Regions from separate parts of the Danio rerio genome. Here region 2 is linked to region 1. Evidence: chromatin contacts called from public Micro-C data. All regions are on one chromosome and are shown on one strand. The core of a region is the stretch at or near the end of the contact, and the rest is flanking DNA. Distances in the headings are between cores, read along the strand shown.

Region 1 (6,260 bases), core at 1,561-4,060:
TAAATAATAATAATAAAATAAATAATAATAATTATGATAAAAGGGTGACGAGGTAGCGCAGTGGGTAACACGCTCGGCTTACAGCAAGAAGGTCGCTGGTTTGAGCCACGGCTGGGTCATCTGCTGCGTAAAACATCTGTTGGATAAGTTGTTGGTTCATTCCGCTGTATCGACCCCAGATTAATAAAGGGACTAAGCCAAAAAGAAAATGAATGAATGAATTACAATAAAATAAAATAACTTTAAAAAACAATAATAATAAAATTTATAAAAAATAATAACGATGATGCTAATAATGATAATGATACAATAAATAATAAAAATAATAAACAATAACAAGTGTAAGTGGACTGAACATAAAAATATTAAGTTGTTTAAAAAAAATCAAGATTGAATTAAGCTCATTTTAAATAAGTAGTTTGAACAAGCAACAAAAGACCTTTTTCTTCAAAGCACCAACAGCACAACATCAAGCAAAATCCAAATAAATGAAGAATAACCAATAGACAGCTGCTCATATGTGCTGCACATGCTCAGTGGAGTCCAGTCTCCTCTCCACACTCGCTGTTATCATATCAGGACGCGATCAAGCGAGCGCTGCAAGCCGGAGTGCAGAAAAGATAAGCTCAAAGGTCAAAGCCCGTCGCCAACACTGAGAAACAAGTGTATCTGCGTGCGCATTCAGAGGCAGCGGCAGCGAACCAGCGCATCGTTTCCATGACAACCTACATCTGAAGTTTCCTGTTATCTTGGAAATAGATGGAGGGAAAATACGGCAGGCAGAGGAAATGATCAGGACACGGCCTCCGTTCAGCCTCTACAGCACACACACACACACACACACACACACACACACACACGATTACCTTCATTTACGACCCCGAGCGGAGACACTCACACTCACTCAATCACTAACACACACACACACACACACACACACACACACACACACACACACACACACACACACACACACACACACACACGGTTATACACTTAATCATTAACTAACACATACACACACTCAGAGACACGCACACAGAGAGAGACTCATGTAATAACACACACACACACACACACAATCACTAACCTGCACCCTGATTTATACAATAACACATACACAACCACTAACACACACTCTCTCAGACACACACACAATCATACATTTACACACATTCACACACGTGCAAACACACACACACACAAACACCAACACACTCTCTCTCTCTCTCTCTCTCTCTCTCTCTCTCACACACACACACACACACACACACAATCATACACCAACACACTCTCTCGCTCACACAAACACACATACAATCAACCACTAACACACTCACGCACACACACACACAATCATTCACTAACACACTCACTCTGTCACAAACACTCAGTCACTCACTCAATCACACACATGTACACACAGTCATACAATATCACATACACACACAATCACACACTAACATATACCCAATCTCACACACTCACCCACACAATCATACACTAACACACACACACACACACACACATTCAACACACGCTCACATTCTCACAAACATACACACATACACTCAGTCAGTCAGTCACACAATCACAAACTAAAACACTCACTCACACAAACATTATTATTGTATTAGTTCACATTATCATTAAGAGTGTGTGGGTGTTTCCCAGTACTGTGTTGCAGCTCAGAGTGCATCCGCTGCATGGAACATAAGCTGGATAAGTTGTTGATTCATTCCGCTGTGGCAAACCCAGATTAATAAAGGGACTAAGCCGAAAAGAATATGAATGAATGACATTATAATTAAAGTTTAATTAATTAATTATATAAATTGAATTAATTAATATATAAATTAATTTATCAATTAATATATATATATATATATATATATATATATATATATATATATATATATATATATATAAAACATCTGGTTTATTGAACTGGTTTTACACTACTAAATCAGCTTGAACTCCCTCATCTAGAATAGAATATAGAATAAAACTCACTCAGCTTATATTCTGTAAAAGTTATAGACGGTGTTCAGGATCTCTGCTGATGTGAAGCTTGCTTTTCTTTAAATGTTTTACGTTTCTGCCATCTAGTGTCTGAGAGCAGGTTTGCAAACTGTCCTTGAGTTTTCAAGACCACCACCACAACCCTATTATCACCCGTCAAACAATGCTCATCACAAACCAAACACCCATTAAGGCTCACAATGTACTTCATCAATTGGCTGCTAATATAATTTTACTATTTAGAATTTATAATTAGTACTTTTCTAAGTTTATATTATTAATGAGAAAGACTGAATTTGCCAATATAAAACCAACTTAACCTCAATCAAAACAACCACATAGTAACACCTTAAAACACCTAGTGACTACTCAGAACTCCATAGCAACCTCCCAAAATACCCTAGCAACCACTTTATTAAAAATAAATACATTTTTAGATATTTGCTAAATCCAAAAGTTCTTCGAAAGTTCAGGCTAAGCTTTCTCTGAAGCGTGTCTCTCGATCTGTTGTATAGTTGATAAAAAATAACCAAATAAACAGTAAAACATAATGTTTGGCGGTTGCGCCTTGTGACAACAAACACAACTTCGGACTTATTTTACCTGAAAACACACTGTTTTCGAAGCCAAACACACGGCAGCGACTTTTTATAACGCCAACAACATAACATTAACAATATACAGCGGAGGCTGATGTGTTTTTGAACGTTATTAGCTGATAAACAAAAATAATATTGAAACAAAACTCACCTCAGCTTGCGTTGAACAGGCCTTAGCAAACTCCAACCGACAGATGGCGCCAATTATCCATACTTTATTATAATTTGAAAATACATCTTTTAGCATGTACAAGAGGTTATTCGAAATCCTTGAAATTAAATAAGTTTGGGAAAAAAAATATGTTAATAAATAAAACTCCACATAAACGGAGGCGCTCCTTATGAATATTAATCAGGTCACGCTGATGTTGAGCGTCCGATCAAGTGTTGTGATTAATATTCATGAGCCACGTAAAGCGGTTTATTTATTTGGCTTTTTCCACTTGTAATCATCATTTAGCTTGTTTCTACACATTTTTATCTGTCTTATACACATGGACGAGGTGGCCGAGTGGTTAAGGCGATGGACTGCTAATCCATTGTGCTCTGCACGCGTGGGTTCGAATCCCATCCTCGTCGAGTGGTTTTGATTGATTCATTTCTATAAGGGATTCGGACATTTGTTCTATTCCTTATAGGTAAACAACGCTGAGAAAAAAATCAGAGCTGAACAAATTCGGTAAAATTAGATTATTACACACACTTCAACTCTGTTCAATTGTAAACATCCTGCCGAAAAAAACTGCTAAAACCAGCCTAAGCTGGTTTTCAGCTGGTCTCTCAGCCTGGTTAAGTTGGTTTTAACTGGTCTCCCAGCCTGGTCAAGCTGGTTTTAGCTCTTCTCCCAGCCTGGCCAGGGTGATTAAGCTGGTCTCCCAGTCTGGTTTTAGCTGGTCTCCTAGCCTGGTCAAGCTGGTTTTAGCTGTTTTTTGCAATAGTAAACTTTAAGTTCAAATTAAATATATATTATTATTAGCAATGATAAATACACATTAAAGTAGCACATATGCTTTCAGCATCGTTAAATCACTTGTGCACATTCGCAATAGTCACATATGAGTGATATGTTAAGTTCATATGTTGGGATTCGACAGGGTGGGCCACTTATATAGATACAAATAAAATGGGAATGGTTGGTGATATTAACGTCTTGTTTGTGGCACATTAGTATATGGCTGTTTCTCAATCCCAAGAATGCAGAGAACGGACTTGCGTTCTTGTGGAGACCGGTCTAGCCAGGTGTCCTCGGAAGAACGAACTCAGGAGACCAGAACAGACACGCGTCCTGTGAGAAATGGGATGCTGCGTTCTTCCTGATGGTCACATGACCTTCACGTGTTTTAAATGGTAGATAATTTAAACATTACAACATACAAAGATTTATTGTTATTCCGATTTTAAATACATTTACTCTGCATAAAAAACATTATCAATAGACTCTGCACAACATAAATAAAACTGATTATTGGGAATTTCAGCAAACACCCTTAATGTGTTTATTCCTTTATTAAGATGTTCACGGTCATGTTTACTTTGACGGTTTCATTTAGGGAAACTCCTGAGGTAAATAAATAATATCTCTGAACTTTAATATTAAATCTAGATAAAATGCTGCGCTTCCCACCTCCAGTCGCAATGACTTCTGGGACTTCCAGAGCGAGTTCGGTGTTCAAGTCTGCATCGGTGCATCCTCAATATCAAGATCCGGGAAGTTTCATGCATCCTCCGTACTTGCGGTCTGGAGTATTGGAACTAAACTTAGGCAGCTGATGATGACGTTACACAAGAACACGAGGACACAAGACCGCTGAAGAACGCATATAGAGAAACAGCCTATGTGAGAGGGCAAACTTTTCAAGATGGGTGGTGACCATGGTGGCCATTTTGAAGTTGGCCATCTTGGATCCAACTTTTGTTTTTTTTAATAGGCAGAGGGTCATTTGACAGCCAATTATATCACTGTATGCAAATACACCACCATAGACAGTGGCTTATTGCTGACTAATTTTATTGGCTGACGCCGCTATGATGATCGCGTCAGCCTCAACTTCAAACACACCCTCTGTCAAGCGTTGATGCTAAAGCCTCTTGTGAATGGAGCGTTAAGCTCAATGACTGTAAAAAATATGGACGACGCGACAGCCCCTTTTCCCATTGAACGCCTTGAGGGCAAAACGCCTGCTTGGCGGGCACAAACTGTCGCAAAAGACTGCTGAAATTGGAGCCAGACATGCGCAGAAGGATTGTCTGATGGAGCCAGAGGAGGAGCCGCGAAAATGAGCAGAGTCGAGCTTCCAATCAAACGCTTTATGTAAAATCAACTACGCCCCCCGAACTTCTCAGCATGCGTTTGCTGTCATATCAACACAAATGGATGTAATAACGTTAACAAATATGAGGGTTTTATATATTCAATCGCGCCAGCTCCAGGCCGCAGCGCATAACCTACTCGCGGCGTCGCGGGCTGATTCCGGCTCGCATGCGGCAGCGCCTGCTCGCTCGGCCGCCGCATCTGGCTCGATTGACTCGGACTGGAATCTGGCAGTGAGTCCAGGCATCCGGAGTAGGTCCAGCAGAGGTAGTCAGTCTGAGCTCTAAGAGATAAGTCTCCGGCAGGCGAGAATCTAGCCGGAACTGTGTTTTGCTATCTGGGTGGCTAGGCGTGTATCAGCAAACTAATAAAGCCCGAAAAAAGCCCTGAACTTAGCGAATAAACAGTGTTCCACCAGGATCATGTATGTCAGAAACTATAGTTTACTGCTGAACTCATTTTGTCAAGGTAAAATAACACAGAAATCGAATAATAACACTTCAGTCTACTTCAGTCTCCTGCCGAAGCTCAGACGCGCTGCTTTGAGAAACTGTCAATCACAGCTGTCAATCACGATGACACGCCCAGCATTAAATTACTGCTAAAAACAAACTGTTTACAAAAATAAAGATCTGCACCTATTTCAGCACAATAACCAGTGCCTTAATCCACCAGAACTATCTTTCGGGACATTTTATTGCAAGTGTAATATTTTTTTTTTATTTGGGCTCAAGTCTCCTTCATTAACACGGAGGAGGCGGGCTTTATGACTTGTACTGCAGCCAGCCCCCAGGGGGCGATCTAACGGCCGAAACCTTCACTCAAACGTAGGCTTGAGGCACACTTGGTTAAGCTCAGTCTGTAATAAAACACCAGTTCAATAAACGTAAACATTTTTTCAATCCCAACCACAATTAAAGACACGGCACAACTTCTCAACAGAAACAAAACAAAGTGTTTATTGTATTTTCCACAGTAACTTCATGACGTCAGGTTGGACTGGAATGATGTTGACTCCCCATCATGAAAGTTCAGCCGTTCACTCGTTTAATCCAGCTAGAAAAACAGAGTAAAGAATTATTAGTATTGTCTAATGATGCGTCAGTCACCAACAAAAATTAACCATTTAAATGTGAAAAATATCAGCCAAAAAAAATTTTTTTTTTTTTTTAAATGTTATATTTTATTTACTAAACTAGTTATATTGTAAGAAATATCATTATCGCACTCAACATTTTTCGCAGTGTCGAATATGTATACAATTCATCGCTATCTCATGACAATTCATTATCTTGTATTTTTAGTTGCATTTTCGCACAACTGAGCGG
Region 2 (6,313 bases), core at 3,415-5,914, 400 kb before region 1:
TGATGTCGTGATCTTTGCTGATGAACTGATATGTTATCGCCGTCTCCTCAGCCAGGTTTTCATCTGCTTTTTTCTCCTTCTTCTGGATACAAACAATAAAGTATCAGCGCCAGACCAGTGGTTTAAATTATATTTTACTCTCCTGATTTCTTTTCTTTTCATTAAAAAATAATTAAATGTTTAAAGTTTTGTATTGCATAGCCTATATATTTTTAAAGATTATCATTCAGCCTACCTGCAGCGCATGAGGTTGTGTGCTGGGCAAATCCCCTTTACTCATGCTACCCATTTCATTTATGACACTGTAAACTTGACTTGGCAGGCTGATCATCGTTAAACTCAAAAGGTGTTTTTAACTTGAGACTGCATGCTTCTGCATAATGTGATGTTTCTTATTACAACTGTTAGCGGTGTCAAAATGAAAGCAAACATTAAAAGGGGTTTTGTTCTATCAATTGTATAGTTTAGTTTTAATAATAGCTAATGTATATAATAAACTATAATATCGATTATTGTGTAGACTACAATGTTCAACAAAACAATTTTATTAGGTTACTCTAATAGACCAAATCCCTAACTGAAAAACGAATGTGAAAATGACTGGCAGTTGCGTCTTTGCTAAAATTAATTTAACGACAAATTTCTTTTGCTTTTTTCCCCTTTAGAGATCAAAAGAGCTGTATTTAAAGAATTATTTCACTAAAACATGAATTGAATGCCCAGTTCTTTCCTGTGTGAGTTTAGTGCGCCTCCGCCGCGTCTGCGTTTTTAAGGTTACAGGTGCACCCTGACCTGACGCGGGACCAGATCTCTGTATTGCTTTAATTTCTCAATTTTCATAACTGCTTTGCATTTTCATATGGTAAAATATCAAAATTTATGCTCTGAAAGTAGTAGGAATGACGGGAGTGTTAGTAATTAATAACAGAAAGAACATTCACTTTTGAGTGAACTTCTGTCACGTGTTATTTTAGTATGATAAAATAAACAAAAATAGTAATGCAGAAAAGTATTTTTCGCTCTGCCAAGCCTTCTCTGTTGCTGTATAGAGAAGCAGCCTGCTCAGTCTCCTTACCCCGGCCCCACCCCGCCCACCGACTCCTGAACGTCTCACTCACTAACTCACTCACTCACGCGGGCATGCACTGCGGTCTCATGAGGAAACGCAGCTTTTTGATATAATGTTTTTCTTGTTCCCAAATACAAATAATTTATCAAGTATTGTTTGACTTAAGTATTCGTAAAAACACTCTATTCCTGCTTTTCCGAATACCGTATTCCGGTTCGGCTCCACCCATAATATATATGTAATTTTTTTTTTTTTTTTTTTTTGCATCGCACCCTCCTGCGATGTGACTATCGCGGATGCGCACATCGCGATTTCGATGCTGAAACGATATATCGTGCAGCCCTAACACACACACACACACGCACGCACACACACGCACACACACGCACACACACGCACACACACACACACACACGCACACACACGCACACACACGCACACACACGCACACACACGCACACACACGCACACACACGCACACACACGCACGCACACACACACACACATTGATATATGCACAAACACGTACATAGAGTAACACACATACACATTTATAAACAAACACACACCACACACACACTAACGCAAACAAATACACATTAGTAAACACATTAACACACACACACACACACAGATGGAAAGATGCCTTACAGAAACACCACAAATGCACACACACACACACACAAACAAACAAACACACACACACAAACACACACAGTACACACAAACACACCATCATCTCAGACTCGTCACCCTGAACACTTCACAGTCATCCACACATAAACACACACACACAGACCATCATCATCTGACTTCACAGTCCTCCATACACACACACACACACACACACACACCTGGCTCTGGAACAGCTGGTTGTAGGCCTCGATCAGCTGCTCTTTCTTGGCTGTTTTCGACACATTCTTGATGTTTCCCAGGAGTTTGTGTTCAGCCAGAAACTGAGGAGAGCATGAAGATCATTACACTTACATTCCACTGACAGTGAACACACCATACACACTTCTGCTTCGTCACACCAATGATGACAAGAATGCCTGGAAAACCTCCCTAGGTAGGCGTCCATAACAGATGCCCGAGCCTCCTCAGCTGACTTCTCTGGATGTGGAGGAGAAGCGGCTCTACTCTGAGCTCCTCCCGGGTGTCAGATCTCCTCACCCTGTCTATAAGAGTGCGCCCTGCCACCCTGCAAAACTTCTTTCAGCCGCTTGTATCCGAGATCTTGTCTTTCCGGTCATGACCCAAAGCTCATGAGCATAGGTGAGGGTAGGAACATAGACTGACCCGATACATAGAGAGCTTTGCCTTTCTGCTCAGCTCCTTCTTTACAATGAACCAGTACAGTACATCATCCACATTACTGCTGCCGCTGCTGCTATATATAAATTTACACACACAATTAAGTTCTTCTGGATTATTCTATAATGGTCTGACAATAATCTAACCAGAAATAAATGTATTTTTCCCTTTTTAATTTTTTATTATTATTCAGGTTTATTATTATTATTTATTAAATAATTATTATAAGGGGTTTTACACCTTTAATCAGGCATGTCCAAACTCCTGCTTATTTTCTGCATATTTTAGTTCCAACCCCATTTAAACACACCTGAATCAGCTAATCAAGCTCTTTCTAGTTTTGCTAGAAACTTCCAGGCTTGTGTGTTGAAGGAGGTTGGAGCTAAACTATGCAGGAGACCGGCCCTCCAGGACAGAGCTTGGACACCCCTGCCTTTAATGAACAGGAGAGAGCATTGAGGGACAGCATGGGGAGGAGAGAGAGGGGAAGAAGCGGCAAAGGATCTGGAGGCAGGAATCTGAGACCTGGAGTGCATGTGTCGACACACTGACCACTTCACCACTGCCGCTTACTTTTGGCCTTAATGTTTTTCTAAATAAAATACATAATACAGTTTTCACTTCAGGTAATTATTTTTTGGTCTGTAAACTAATGACATTTCTTCCTAATTTTAAATAAATATTTTGTCAAATACAGCCTTTTTAGCTTAAAAATAATACAAATGTACCGTTAAAATGTTTCTATTCATTTTAAGAATCCAAACTTCAGAGGAGTTAAGAAATCCATATTTGGTTGTATAACCCTGAAAACATGCATTAATTTCCACTAAATGTTCTCAAAAAAGCTGTATTTTATTTTAAATATGTAATAAATGTCATCAGAGCTTTGTAAAGTCAAACAAATCCTCCCATTTTACTCAAACTAACACAATATTAAGAGTTCAAGAACCCTCATAATCTGTTTTACTTGTACATCGTTTCACAATCATAATTGACATGCATTTATAACTTTTACATGAACTTTAATTAAAACTACTGATATTTCTGAAAATGTCTAAATAAAATCACTTCTAAAACAAACATACAAATTTAAACTATTATTAAGTTAATGTTTCTGTGTGGAGTTTTGCATGTTCTTCCAGCGTTCGCGTGGGTTTTCCCCCACAGTCCAAACACATGCGGCTTGAAGGGCATCCGCTGTGTAAAAACTTGCTGGATAAGTTGGCGGTTCATTCCGCTGTGGCGACCCCTGATTAATAAAAGGACTAAGCCGACAAGAAAACGAATGAATGAATGAATAAGAAGTTTCTCACTTTTACACCGTTAGAAACAATGCCAGGAGTATTTATATGATAAGGTTAATTGTAAATGACACAATTTGAGCTGCTACTGTTGTTAATAATTGTATTAATGTTATTATAATTATGTATTATTAATAACAATGTGAAATAATGACGGATAAAAATGTGAATATAATCAAAACACACAAAATGACAAAATCTCTAAATAACAAAAAGCTAAATCTATCCCAACTATTTCGAGTTAAAGTTGGTTTTATATTCACATATTCGGTCATTCTCAATAATACAATTTTAAGAAACGTATTATTTGCAAAGGTATAAATAGTGAAATCTTATTAATAGCCGATGACTATTGAAGCACAACACTGTTCACAGTCAATTCAATAGAGCTGATGTTGTTTTGAAGACATTCATGCTTTTAATTTCAGACCCAATATTGAAGTTAGTATGGTAAACAAAACAGAGACCCTTAAAATGAACCAAGTGCGAATATAAAACCAACTTCACCTTAAATTAAACGATTAATAAAAAGTTAATAAGAAGTTTCTCACTGACTGCAGTGAATAAACCCACTTTTACACTGTCAGAAACAATGACGCAGGAGGATTTAAAAACTAAAAACATATTTTAAACCACACAATTTGAGCTTAAACTGTTATTTACGGTAAAATAACAACACGGTGTGAAATAATGACGGATACAAATATGAATATGATCATAAACAGCAGCATCTGCAGAGTCTGCGCAGCAGTGATGAGGCGAAAATGAGCTCCGCGCGCAGCTCCACACACAGTGTTTGAGACTGTAGTGTGCACTGTAGGGTGTAGTGTGCACTGCATGGTGTGGTGTGCGTTGCGTGCTGCAGTACCGAGTGTGCTGCGCTGTCCTGGATGAACTTAATGAGCTCTTTTTTCGGCACTTCTTCACTTTTTAGCTGCTCGTCGCTCCACTGCCGCTCTGGAGCCGCCGCCATCTTGAATGAAGAGAAACGCGTGCTCGTCAGAAGCCAATCAGCGCAGAGCTTCTTAAAGGAGCCGCGAATTCACATTTTTGCACATCTTCATGCTAATGGCCTGTGTGCACAGCTAGTGTTTTTCAGCCAATGATGACTTCCGGTGAAGTCTATGTGACTATTTTCAATTTTATAAGCTTTTTTTTTTTTTTACAGCATCGATGTTGTAATGTAATTCAAATTCAGTTAAATAGACTTAAGCATCCATTTGATTGTTGAAGTGTAAAAACAAAAAACCAAAGACGCAGGCATCTTCATTAGCAACAGGCTAGCGCAAAAACCATTGAAATTACTGAGGTAAAATTAATTTCCATATTTTAAAGGCATGGCGTGTGAAAGTATAATTTAATGCAGTGCTTCTTGTTTGGTCTGATGCCCACTTTATACGATATCTCAGCAAGGCAGAGGTGAGTGCTGTTTTTTTTTAAGAAATCAGATCTTAAACAATTTTGTATGTGATGACAATTCACCAGAAATTATGAAATTAATTTAAGAAATTATTTTAAGAAATTTAGAAATGATTTAATTAAGAAATTATTTTAAATTAAGAAATTATTAAGAAATTAAGAAATTATTTTAAACTAAGAAACTGCGGTATGAGCTGACGTCAAACAAAAATATATGCTTATCTGTTTACAGATATATACTCTTAAATATATGTGTTTGTACATGTGTATGTATATGTATATATCTATATACAGTTGAAGTCAGAATTATTAGCGCCCCTTTGAATTATTTTTCTTTTTTAAATATTTCCCAAATGATGTTGAACAGATTCTGGAAATGTTTACAGTACGTCTGATAATGTTTGTTCTTCTGGAGAAAGTCTTATTTGTTTTATTTCGGCTAGAATAAAAGCAGTTTTTAATTTTTTAACACCATTTTAAGGACAATATTATTAGCCCCTTTAAGCTATAGCTCTTCCCGATAGTCTACAGAACAAACCATCAATATACAATAACTTGCCTAATTACCCTAACCTGCCTAGTTAACATGATTAACCTAGTTAAGCCTTTAACTAGGCTTAAACTGTAAGCTGTATAGAAGTGTCTTGAAGAATATCTAGTCTAATATTATTTACTGTCATCATGGCAAAGATAAAATAAATCTAAATAAATATAATATATAAATCTAAAAATAAAAATCAGTTATTAGGATGAGTTATTAAAACTATCATGATTATAAATGTGTTGGAGAAATCTGCTCTCTGTTAAACAGAAATTGGGGAAAAATAACCAGGGGGTCTCAAAATTCTGACTTCAACTGTGTGCATATATGATGGACAGTATTTATCAGACATGTATTTCAAATACGTTTAAAAAAAAAATACAAAATAGTGAAAATAGTATTTTGTCATTTGTGTTTAAAAGGGTTGATGATAATGGCTTTATGTTTTGTATCAAAATACTTTAGTGTCTTGTATTTTTATATATAAAATACTGTAAAATACTTTGTAAGAAGTCTACATAAAAATGTGGCCTTTAATAGTGGTGTTTTCTCAGTTATTTGCCAAGGCTCGAGATCAGACTAGAAAATTGCTTAATATTGAAAAAGTTGATCGATGCTCTGAGCATGGATGGAAAATAAATAAAATAAAATAAAGAAAGTAACAGACAA

What was found. A called contact is a pair of places that touch in the nucleus more often than the background predicts.
Region 2: a contact with region 1 is called in a Micro-C map of caudal fin, with 14 times the contacts expected there. The contact joins the promoter of fkbp3 here to the promoter of LOC101884676 in region 1. A contact is called at or near these places in 2 of 18 Hi-C or Micro-C datasets (caudal fin and hematopoietic stem cells) and 1 of 4 datasets of contacts at active chromatin or transcription factors (caudal fin).

The regions. Positions count from the first base shown.
Region 1 is chr20:57,591,953-57,598,212 of GRCz12tu, reverse strand. It overlaps LOC101884676 (MAM domain-containing glycosylphosphatidylinositol anchor protein 2-like), which reads right to left and starts at 2,810. Exons shown (of 19, transcript XM_073933869.1): 1 at 2,773-2,810. It overlaps trnas-gcu (transfer RNA serine (anticodon GCU)), which reads left to right and starts at 3,119; the gene lies at 3,119-3,200. It overlaps rps29 (ribosomal protein S29), which reads right to left. Exons shown (of 3, transcript NM_212953.1): 3 at 5,870-5,988. The coding sequence ends at 5,980.
Region 2 is chr20:57,996,354-58,002,666 of GRCz12tu, reverse strand. It overlaps fkbp3 (FKBP prolyl isomerase 3), which reads right to left and starts at 4,664. Exons shown (of 7, transcript NM_001077770.1): 1 at 4,553-4,664; 2 at 1,924-2,025. The coding sequence starts at 4,657.